2 separate regions of the Sus scrofa genome follow, and region 1 is linked to region 2. Evidence: chromatin contacts called from public HiChIP or PLAC-seq data. All regions are on one chromosome and are shown on one strand. Each heading gives the region's core, a stretch centred on a gene start, on an enhancer-like site or on the middle of the called end of the contact. The rest is flanking DNA. Distances are from core to core; before and after follow the strand shown. Region 1 overlaps HECTD4 (probable E3 ubiquitin-protein ligase HECTD4). Region 2 holds the start of NAA25 (N-alpha-acetyltransferase 25, NatB auxiliary subunit).

Region 1 (5,414 bases), core at 239-2,738, 88 kb after region 2:
GGCCTCCCGGGCATCTGGGCTGAGGGTGAGAAGACAGATGGGTGGAAGATAGATCCTCAACTCAAAGAATCTCAAGCGAAATGCCTGTGGCTGTTAACATGGCAAAGATGTTATCAAAAGACTGAGTACCTTATGTGGAAGCCTTGACTGTAACATAATCAGGAACTAGAACTAAAGGCAGATTACAGCATGAAGGGACCGGGGAAGCATTCATTAGGGCAGAAAAAGACTTCAGGGTCCCCACAGATGCTAACGAGCCACCGCCACGTGCGCAGCTAAGAGCTAAAGGGGCCAAATACTCTCTGATAAAGGAGCTTATCAGAAACCAGGGTAAGGAGAGTGAGGCAGCCTCTCAGGTGCTCAAAATTAATACAAAATACCCATGATGAGGAGTTCTCACTGTGGCGCAACAGGATTGGCGGCGTCTCTGCAGCGCCAGGTTGCAACTTTTATCCCTGGCCCGGGAACTCCATATGCCTCGGGGTGCCCAAAAAGGAAACCCCCCCCCCCAACCAAAACCACAACTACGATGAGCAGAATATTAAAAGTACTGTGCTGAGGAGCTCCCATCCTGGCTCAGTGGAAATGACTCTGACTAGCATCCAAGAGGACACAGATTCTATCCCTGGTCTTGCTCAGTGGGTTAAGGAACTGTGCTGCCCTGAACTGTGGTGTAGGTTGCAGACTCGGCTTGGATCCAGCATTGCTATGGCTGTGGCGTAGGCCAGCAGCTACAGCTCTAATTCGACCCCTAGCCTGGGAACCTCCATGTGCCGTGGGTGCAGCCCTAAAAAGACAAAAAAAAGAAGTACTGTGCTGAGCCATATTAAAGCCTGATGCAAAAGGAAAAAAATCAGTAATACTGATCCTGTCTTTATTTAAGATTTTAATAGTTTGTTCACCATGGCTATTTTGCATTAATTTGATTTTCATAAATACTGTACTCAAATATTATTTATCTCGATTACTGAGTTTTTTTGGAGCCCCGTTAAATTTTGTGGCCTCACTTACCTCAGTTTGGTCCCAGGCCTGAGGGGACATTTCAAAATTTCATGACTGGGGGATAATAATTCGAAACAACAACAAAACCCACTGAATATTACATTTCTGTCCTCAAAAAACATAAAACAAAATGAACTCAACTCTTATTATGAAATTTCAAACAGTATTAAGTATTTAGAAAAAAGGATATAAATTAAAAATTTTGAGACTGATACAAAATAAAAATGACAATGCAAAGAACTGTAAGTTATATTAAAAAAAAAAAAAAGAAAAGAAAACTTGCTTCCACTTCTGAAGTGAAGCTGGGGGTGAGCTCTTGGCTTCAGGATCTGCCAGACCCAGCTCTGAGGGGCCTCAATGGATCCTGGGCCTGGGGGAACAATGACAGCAGGGAAGCCGGACAGGGCCTCTCCACAGAGGAGCCACGAGAGTGACAAAGTGGGGCTTTGTGAAAAAGGAAGTGGAACTGTTTCTTTCCCAAGAATTTGTTTTAAAGGGTGAGGCATTAGCTGTCCTCAAGCATGTGACTAAATGGTTACCAGCAATGTACTTGGGACATGCTGGCTCCAGAAGCAGAACAAAATAAATAATACGCTTGAACAAGGGGACACCTGACTAGACAAAAAGACGAAAATGACTTGAATGCAAGCCCATGCTCAAGGCTGACGCAGGCTGTGGCACAGCCATTCCTGGTGGTCTCCTGGCTGGCTGAAAATAGCAGGCTTGCGGCAGGGCCTGCCCCACAGGCCTTCAGAGCCCACACAGCTCTCCTGGGAGAGGGCAGGGTTGGGCTCTTTACCTAACCCCCTGAATCATGTCTCAAATCTGTGACATGCCCAGAGCTCCCCTGTAGAGTGAGATGTTAAAAACAGGGAAAATCGGGCATGGACGGGGTATAACTTCTGCTAGGTTTTTCTTCCCCCTGATTTTTATGGCCATACCTGCAGTATATGGAAGTTCCCAGGCTATGGGTTGAATCGGAGCTGTAGCCACAGCCACACCAAATCTGAACTGCGTCTGTGACTTACACCACAGCTCATGGCAACGCTGGAACCTTAACCCACTGAACAAGGCCAAGGATTGAACCAGGATCCATGAATACTAGTCAGATTCTTAACCCGCTGAGCTACAATAGGAACACCATCATTTTTTTTTTCTATAAATTTAAATCTTCTCAAAAAAAATCTCTTAATTAAAAAAAAATCTATAACCCACCTTTAATTGACTTATCATTGAAATAATCTTCTAACCCTGGGCTCCCCTGTGTATCAAACAAACTCTGATTTACTACAGACACAGTGAGGATCTCTTCCGTTGACATTTCCATCAGTTCGTCTTCACCATCCAAACTTGACAAACCAATCAAGTCATTATTGTTAAATAAACTTGCTCGAATTTTCTCGATTTTGGCTCGGGATCTTATCTGTGTGAACAAAGAAAAGGGTCAGGACTTGAGGGGAGAGACCAGTGATGCAACAAGTACAACCTTTCTTCCCTTCCTGCCCATTTGGGAAACCCTCTAGCATTGTGAGTGTGGCCTCCCTGGTCAAGTCCCTCTCATGTGCCAAGAGCGGTAACTTGCAGGAGAGCAACCCCACTGGACATCTCTGTCACTAAACCCTGGCCAGGTTTGAGGTTTTACCCAAATGCCCAGGAAGTAAAGCCCATGCTTGGCTCCAAGAAAATCCCCAGACAGAAGGTGAACAGATAAGTGATTCTATAGAGGGAGGCCAACCACCGGATGCTTGAGCTCTTTTTTCAGAGCACGGGGGTGGAGAGCAAGGCGGTGTGGAGCTCTCTTCTAGTGCCCTCCTCCCCACTTCCATTAAGGGGGAGGATCTTTTAAAAAAATTTTTTTTAATTTAGTTTATTTACAATGTTCTGTCAATTTCTGCTGTACATCAAAGTGATTCAGTCATACATATACATACATACCTTTTCTCATATTATCTTCCATCATGGTCCATCCCAGGAGACTGGATAGAGTCCCCTGTGCTGTACAGCTGGATCTCATTGCTTATCCATTTTAAATGGAATAGTTTGCATCTACTACCCCACACTCCCAGTCCATCCCACCCCCTGGGAGGATGGTTTTTACTCCCTGCCTGACTCCCATTACACAGGGTACAGGAAGACACAGGATGCAGGATTTCTAAACAAGGAGGCCCAAGAAACACATGGGATTTTGGAGAGAAAATGTAACCTGGCAACATGCACGTCATCTGAAACTCAGAGAATGGCAGGCCAGTTCTCATACTGCTCAGTGATGGTCCCTCCTGCCAATGGCAATGGTTAAAACAAGCCAAGGCCACTTAACAAGATGCTGCTGGGGCTTGAGCTGGCAAGCACTCAATAAAGCCACCCATCAGGCAAGGTCAGCTCCTGGAGCGCTTCTGGCTGCCTCCCTCCCTCCCATGCTCAGCAACCAACTGTATCACTTCCTGACCTCAGAATTGCCATCATGCTCAGAGAAGGGACCTCAAACACAGATCATCAATATGATAAATCACTGCTGTTTCCAAGAGCTGCCTCAGGGAGGCCCCAGAGTGCCCCCAACATCACCTATTAGTTGGTCCCCTGGACAGAGTAGCAGCAGGTTTAAAGAGGCCTGGGGGATTCTAACTGCTCACAACTTCAGCGGTTGCCAAGGCATGAGCGCGCTTACCTCCACGACTGCAAAGCCTTTTATAGGGCGCGCTGCGAGGGGCTGGTTGTCCAGGGACGTGACTGTGTACATAGAGCCCATGTCCAACACCGAGGCTGTCTCCGCATTGTCCAGTGGCTCCCCCAGGCTCCCCAGGCTGCCCAGGCTGCCAGTGCTGCACAGGGAAATGTCCAGGCTCTCCTGGCTGGACACTACGTGGGGCTCCAACAAGCCCGCAGGGATGGGCAGCTCGAGGCCTGAGGGCAGCGGTTCTGCAGAGAGGTCGCTGACCGTCTGTGAGATGCCCTGGGAGCTGCAGATGGAGGCCTGGCTGGTGGATGCGGAGGCACTGATGCTCATGGCGGGGGTCAGGCTGCTGGACGTGCTGACCTCCAAGCTGTCTGTGTTGGGGAAACCGAGGGTCTTCTCCGCCTCAGCTTTGCCATCACCACCCTCCGCCTTGTCTTTTGGCTTTTTAGGGTCTTCATCTTGCAGGGGGATGTATATCTCGTCCTTGAAGACCCCGCCATGGGCGTTGCAGGCCTTGCGGATGGCACCTCTGACGATGCCCTCGTCCAGGTGGGTGGGGATGCCGGAGATCACCAGCAAGCGGCTGTGGGCGGTGGGACCCACCAGGGCCTGGCAGGCATCGGCGATCGCATCGCTGGTCACACCCAGCCCCTGCGGGTCCTTCCTGGTGAGGTGCCGGAGGATGATGAGCAAGGTCAGGGCGCGATGGAACCACAGCATGTCCTCGGGCTTGCTGCCCCCAATGCTCAGCACGGCGGGGTCCGATTCCACTGAGCGCGAGGACTGGCGCTTCCCGGAGGAGGAGGCCTTTTCTCGCTTCATCTTGACTTTCTTTCTCTTGGACAGGAGGCTGGGGCTCTGTGGTGTCTGTCCTGGGGAAGAAGACGAGGAGGATGACGAGTCGCTGAGGTTGGGGGCAGTCGCTGACGTCACCCCGCTGGTGGTGACACTCATGTTGGTAGGCAGGGTCACTTCGGCCACCGCCAGGCAACCTTCCATGAGCGCATGAAAATACGTAGAGAACCTGCCCTGGTCGGTGGCCGCTGCTGCCCCTGAGCTCCCACACGCGCTGCCTGAGACCCAGCTCTGGGTCTCCTCATCATACAGCTTGTGCAGCTCCGACTGCAGGGCCATCAGCATGGCCAGACAGGGGTTCAGCTGGAGGGCGATGGACGAGGACAGGCCGGCAGGGTGCTTTCTCTGCTCCAGGCCATGCACCGTGCGCAGGAGCTCTGCCAGGAGGTGGAAGACCAGTTCCTTCACACAGGCTGCCATGTCTGTGGTCCAGAGGAAGTTTCCTGAGGCAAATGGAAAAGCAATAATACTGAAAAAACTATCTCTTATGCAGAGCTTACTATGTGCCAGGCACTTTAATGGCATCAGCCCTCCCAGTGACCATGGGAAACAGATATTACATTCTTTGCCCCCAACTCACAGATGAAAAAATAGAGGCTGGAAGGGCAGAAGGACTCACATAGCTACCACACCATCTCACAGGGGAGAGCCAGGCAGGCTGGCCCCAGAGCCGATGGCCTTAATCCCTGAACCTCATGACTGCATGGAGCCAGCTGCTAAAGCTCAGACCAGGAAGTCATTATTTTCTTTTTCATAAGGTCATCAAGCATGTTGGTGATGAATCATTAGAACAATGTTTCCTGGAACATTCCTTCGTGGCGCAGAGGAAATGAATCCAATGAGTATCCATAAGGATGCGGGTTCGATCCCTGGCCTCAATCAG
Region 2 (4,777 bases), core at 1,697-4,196:
TCTATATTCCAACTGTTTAAGTCTCTTCTTAGGTCCTCAAGTAGAACAAGATCTTTTTACGCACTCTCTCTGTCCATCATTCCTCCCCATCTCATGGCCTGACTAACCTCTGCTCTTCTTTCATGTCCAAAGTAAAACGTCACTTCCACAGAGAACCTTTTTTTGAACTGTCCCCAACAATCAAGATGCCCATAGTGGAGTTCCCGTTGTGGTGCCAAAGAAATGAATCTGACTAGGAACCATGAGGTTTCAGGTTCAATCCCTGGCCTCACTCAGTGGGTTAAGGATCCAGCGTTGCCCTGAGCTGTGGTGTAGGTGGAAGACGTGGCTCGGTTCTGGCATTGCCGGGGCTGTGACGTAGGCCAGCAGCTGTAGCTCCAATTTGACCCCTAGCCTGAGAACCTCCATATGCTGTGGGTGTGGCCCTAAAAAGACAAAAAGACAAAAAAAAGAAAAAAAGAAAAAAAAATTTTTAAAGTGAATAATGGTGGCGTTCCCATCATGGCGCAGTGGTTAACAAATCTGACTAGGAACCATGAAGTTGTGGGTTCGGTCTCTGGCCTCGCTCAGTGGGTTGAGGATCCAGCGTTGCCATGAGCTGTGGTGTAGGTCGAAGATGAGGCTCAGATCCCGAGTTGCTGTGGCTCTGGCGTAGGCTGTCGGCTACAGCTCTGATTTGACCCCTAGCCTGGAAACCTCCATATGCTGCGGAAGCAGCCCTAGAAAAGGCAAAAAGACAAAAAATAAATAAATAAAGTGAATAATGGTAAAAGAAAGCATTAGGGCTCACCAAGTCACATGAGAATACAAAATCTGTTCAGAACCCCATAGCGCAAGAGAATCATTTTAGCAAAAGGATAATGAGTAATAAAGTTCTAGGAAGGTCAAGGTGGTTTTCAAAAATCAAAAGTAAATACCTGGAGTTCCTATTGCGGCTCAGCGGAAACAAATCCAACTAGTATCCATGAGGATGCAGGTTCAATCCCTGCCCTTGCTCAGTGGGTTAAGGATCTGGCATTGCTGTGAGCTGTGGTGTAGGTCACAGATGCAGCTCGGATCTGGCATTACTGTGGCTGTGGGGTAGGCCAGCAGCTGCAGCTCTGATTTGACCCCTAGCCTGGGAACCTCCATAGGCCACAGTGCAGCCCTAAAAGGCCAAAAAAAGAGAGAGAGAGAGAAGTCTACAGGCAGCTTTTGCAGACAGCTATATAATGAGCCACAAATTGTAAACCCTGGATTCAGTTCCTACTCTCGGTCATCCTTGCATATGTCATCTCTGCCCTTTGAAAATATTTACTGGAGGCATGAGAATACACAGTCCTGGGAAAATGGAAATCTACCACTCACCACCTATGTGACCTTTGGTAAGCCAGTGTTTTCAGCTCAAAGTGAGGTGATTTCTAGCACAGTGGTTAAAAGAGTAAGTCTGGGACAGTCCACAAGGGTTCAGATCCTAGCTTCGTGTTAGCTGAGTGACCACAGACAAATTACACATCAATAAAGCCCCAGTTTCCTCATCTGTGGAAAGAAAGGGAGGGGGTTGTAAAAACTACCTATCTCAGGAGTATGTGTGAAAATTAAATGATAAATATAAAAGGCTGAGGACAGTGACTGACATAATTAACAGTCTATATATATTAGCTATTATTATTTTTACCCACCTCACAAAGCTGTTGCTAGAATCAAATGAGATGTGAGTAAAGTATCATACAAATTACAAAAAGTAGCAATTGTACCAGAAATATATAGTTACCCCCTTCCAAAAAAAAAAAGTTAAGTGATCTCAGCCCTGCGGAGAAACCTCCATTTAGTAACATCCACACTATAAACATGAGACCTAATTTTGCGAAAAACCACTGACCTTGAAGCCTTCCTTCATCAAGAAGTGACACAGACCAAGACCATACAACCATCTAACAGGAACCACTATCCAATTACAGAACACCTCGGTAATTGAAGAGATGTTTCTGTGACTCAAATATGTGATTTTTCACAATAAGTGTAGCAGAACGATATCAAGGTCTTAAAACCTGAGGATTGGGCTAAGCGTTACAAAGGGGGATCCACTCAGCACACAGAAGGCAAGCTGCAGAAAGCCAGAAAAGCTACAGAAAGGAAAGGCCCTGCACGCCCCTCCAAACTATCACAATCTTCCCATCGCTATTTTGGGCCCAAGACCACCACCCCCCCGCCCCCGCCTCCCACGTGTACCCTGAGCAGCTGTTCCTCCACCAAAGAGCTTTCGATGGGGAGCCTCAAATCTGGGCCTGTTCCTGACTCGATTCGGGTGACCTTGCGTCAGCTCCTTCCTCTCTCAGAACCTCAGTTTCTCTCTGTTCACCAAGCACTGTTGGTCAGACAACATTTTAGGCCCAGTTTCCATAAGTAAAAAGTCTTCAGTGGGGGTTTTCCCTCAAGTAGGGTGTTTCAGCCCTGTACCGGAGCTAGCTTCCACCTGCGGGCAGATCTTGGGTGTCCCTTGGCGTGGCCCCAACAACGCGACCTGCGAGCAGAGCAGATCTCTACCAGAGGAAATGTCTTACAAAGCCTGCCTGTCGGGCCAGCTCTGCCGACCTGCCGCTGCCCTAACAGCGCAGCTGCCACCTCAGGGCTCTGGAAGGCCAGGCCGGCGCTTCCGCGAGGCCCGTGACTGAGGCCTAGAGGCCCGCGCGGCCGACCCCCTGTGCTCGCCAGCCCTGCTCCTGGCCACTCAGCGACCCTCCTGGGCCTTTACCCTGGCCCCGGCGGCCCTCGGCGTATCCGGCTGGCGACTAGACTGGCCCCAGGCACTCACCGTAAATGGGCCGGAGGCGCCTGTCGTTAGGGTCCTGCACATGGCCCCGCGTCGCCATGATGACAAGCGCAGAACAGCAGTGCGCACGCGCAGGGCAGGCCCCCGGGAAGGGGCCGTTAAAGGGCCAGCGCCGATCTCGCTCGTCTATCGCGATGGTCGCGGGGTTGCGATTGAACGCGCCTGCGCGGAAAGGGACAACACTTACACCGCACCCCTCCCACAGACTATTGCCACTTTGAGGGATACGTCTCCCCTTTGCTGATGGAATCAGTCTAGCTGATAGAGGCGGCCGTTGCTATTAAAATCCCGTCCGAGTCACTTACGGGAGAGTGAAGAAAGGAGAGAAACTCTTGGTCAGAGTTAGGGCTCTGCTGCTCCAGTTTATCTTATTTCTCATCTGTGCTGAAGGACCAGTTAGACTTGTCTTTGATTAATTGTTGAGGAACTGGGACCTCCTCTGGGAGGGTGACCCAGGAGAGAGTAGGGGAAAGGGGTGCTGACCAACAGTAGAAATCTGCCAGAAATGTTCGAGATCCCTTCATCTCTCTCCTGGTGCTCAGCCAACTAAGAAGCACCCTAGATTTATAGTAATCCAGTGGATTTGTCAACTATACCGCAATAAAACTGAAGGAAAAAAGTAATTCAGTTAGTATGTGCAGTTAGTGTTGCAAGCTCTAAATGAATTATTTCATTAATACTCATAACAACCCTAGTATCTCCTTAGAAGGTAGATACTATCCTCTTTTCTACTGGTGGGTTTATTCATACCCAATATAATTATCCAGTGCCTATTATGCCGCTGTTTCTGTTTCGAATTTAGGCAGAGAAGATACATTGTAAATAAATCAGAGCTTTCCTGGGGCCTTCCTTGCTGGGAGGGAGATCATCAAATAAGTATGTCAGTATATTAGGTGATAATAAATGAAACTGAGAAAAGGAGAACAGGGACGGGGGGCAATTTTATATAGTGTGGTTAGAAAAAGCGACAATTGTCAGAAAAGTTAAATAAAGTGGGAGATGGGAGTTCTCTTGTGGCACAGCAGGTTAAAAATCCAGCATTGCCATGGCTGTGGCGTGGGTTTGATCCCTGACCTGGGAACTTCCACATGCCTGGGTCGAGGTGAAAGAAAAAAACCAAAAAACTGTCAAGGTCATGAAAAATAAGGAAACTATGAGAAACCATAATAGTCCAATGAAACACGATAACCAAAGGTAATGTGATATCCTGGTTGGGATCCTGAGACAGAAAAAAAAAGGGCATTAGTGGAGAAACAGAAGAAATGCAAATAAAATCTAGAATTTAGTTAATAGTATTATGCTAATGTTGGTTTCTCATTTTGACGAATGTAAATTACATGGTAATGTAAGATGTTAACATTAAGGTTAACTGGTTGAAGAGTAGTAAAAACTTTACCCTCTTTTCAGCCTTTCTGTTAAGTCTAAAACCATTCCAAAGTAATAGATTTTTAATACATTTTTAATAATGGGGGGTATTTTTTAACTACATGCACTAGAAACTCTCATCCCAACTCTGTCCTGGGGCAAGCTAAAGAGGAAGAAAAAAAATTCCAGAAGCAAGTGCACAGAGAAATTCTTGTTGAAAATGGTTGGGAGTGGTGGTGGAGGGGAAGGGGGGGGGGTCCCTCCAATAAATATACAATATGCGATCCCCATGGAAAAATCATTTCTTTTTGTGTGTGTGTGTCTTTTTAGGGCCAAACTCTTGGCATATGGAGGTTCCCAGGCTAGGGGTCAAATCAGAGCTACAGGTGCCAGCCTATGCTGCAGCAATACAGGATCCGAGCCACATCTGTGACCTAGGCCACAACTCACACCAACACCAGATTCTTAACCCACTGAGTGAGGCCAGGGATTGAACCTGAGTCCTCATGGATACTAGTCAAATTCGTTTCCCCTGAACCATGATGGGAACTCCCTAGACCTGCTGATTATTAAGCACTCCCCCAGACCCGGTGAATCTAT

What was found. HiChIP or PLAC-seq counts read pairs in DNA pulled down with a chosen protein or histone mark.
Region 1: a contact with region 2 is called in an H3K27ac HiChIP or PLAC-seq map of alveolar macrophages. The contact joins the enhancer-like site here to the promoter of NAA25 in region 2. A contact is called at or near these places in 2 of 5 promoter capture datasets (fetal liver and liver), 7 of 47 Hi-C or Micro-C datasets (blood, brain, heart right ventricle and 2 more) and 2 of 2 datasets of contacts at active chromatin or transcription factors (alveolar macrophages and skeletal muscle).

What each region holds. Positions count from the first base shown.
Region 1 is chr14:39,514,680-39,520,093 of Sscrofa11.1, reverse strand. It overlaps HECTD4 (probable E3 ubiquitin-protein ligase HECTD4), which reads right to left. Exons shown (of 76, transcript XM_013990365.2): 61 at 3,668-4,974; 62 at 2,218-2,425. Among named protein-coding and RNA genes, the nearest start is that of TRAFD1, 62 kb to the left of the region's middle. Within about 2 kb of position 1,488, at least 4 of the 83 cell types and tissues checked have an H3K27ac peak or open chromatin away from gene starts, as enhancers often do. A contact at or near this core is called in alveolar macrophages and retroperitoneal adipose tissue, where this site is marked.
Region 2 is chr14:39,604,968-39,609,744 of Sscrofa11.1, reverse strand. It overlaps NAA25 (N-alpha-acetyltransferase 25, NatB auxiliary subunit), which reads right to left and starts at 2,946. Exons shown (of 24, transcript XM_021074209.1): 1 at 2,795-2,946. The coding sequence starts at 2,852.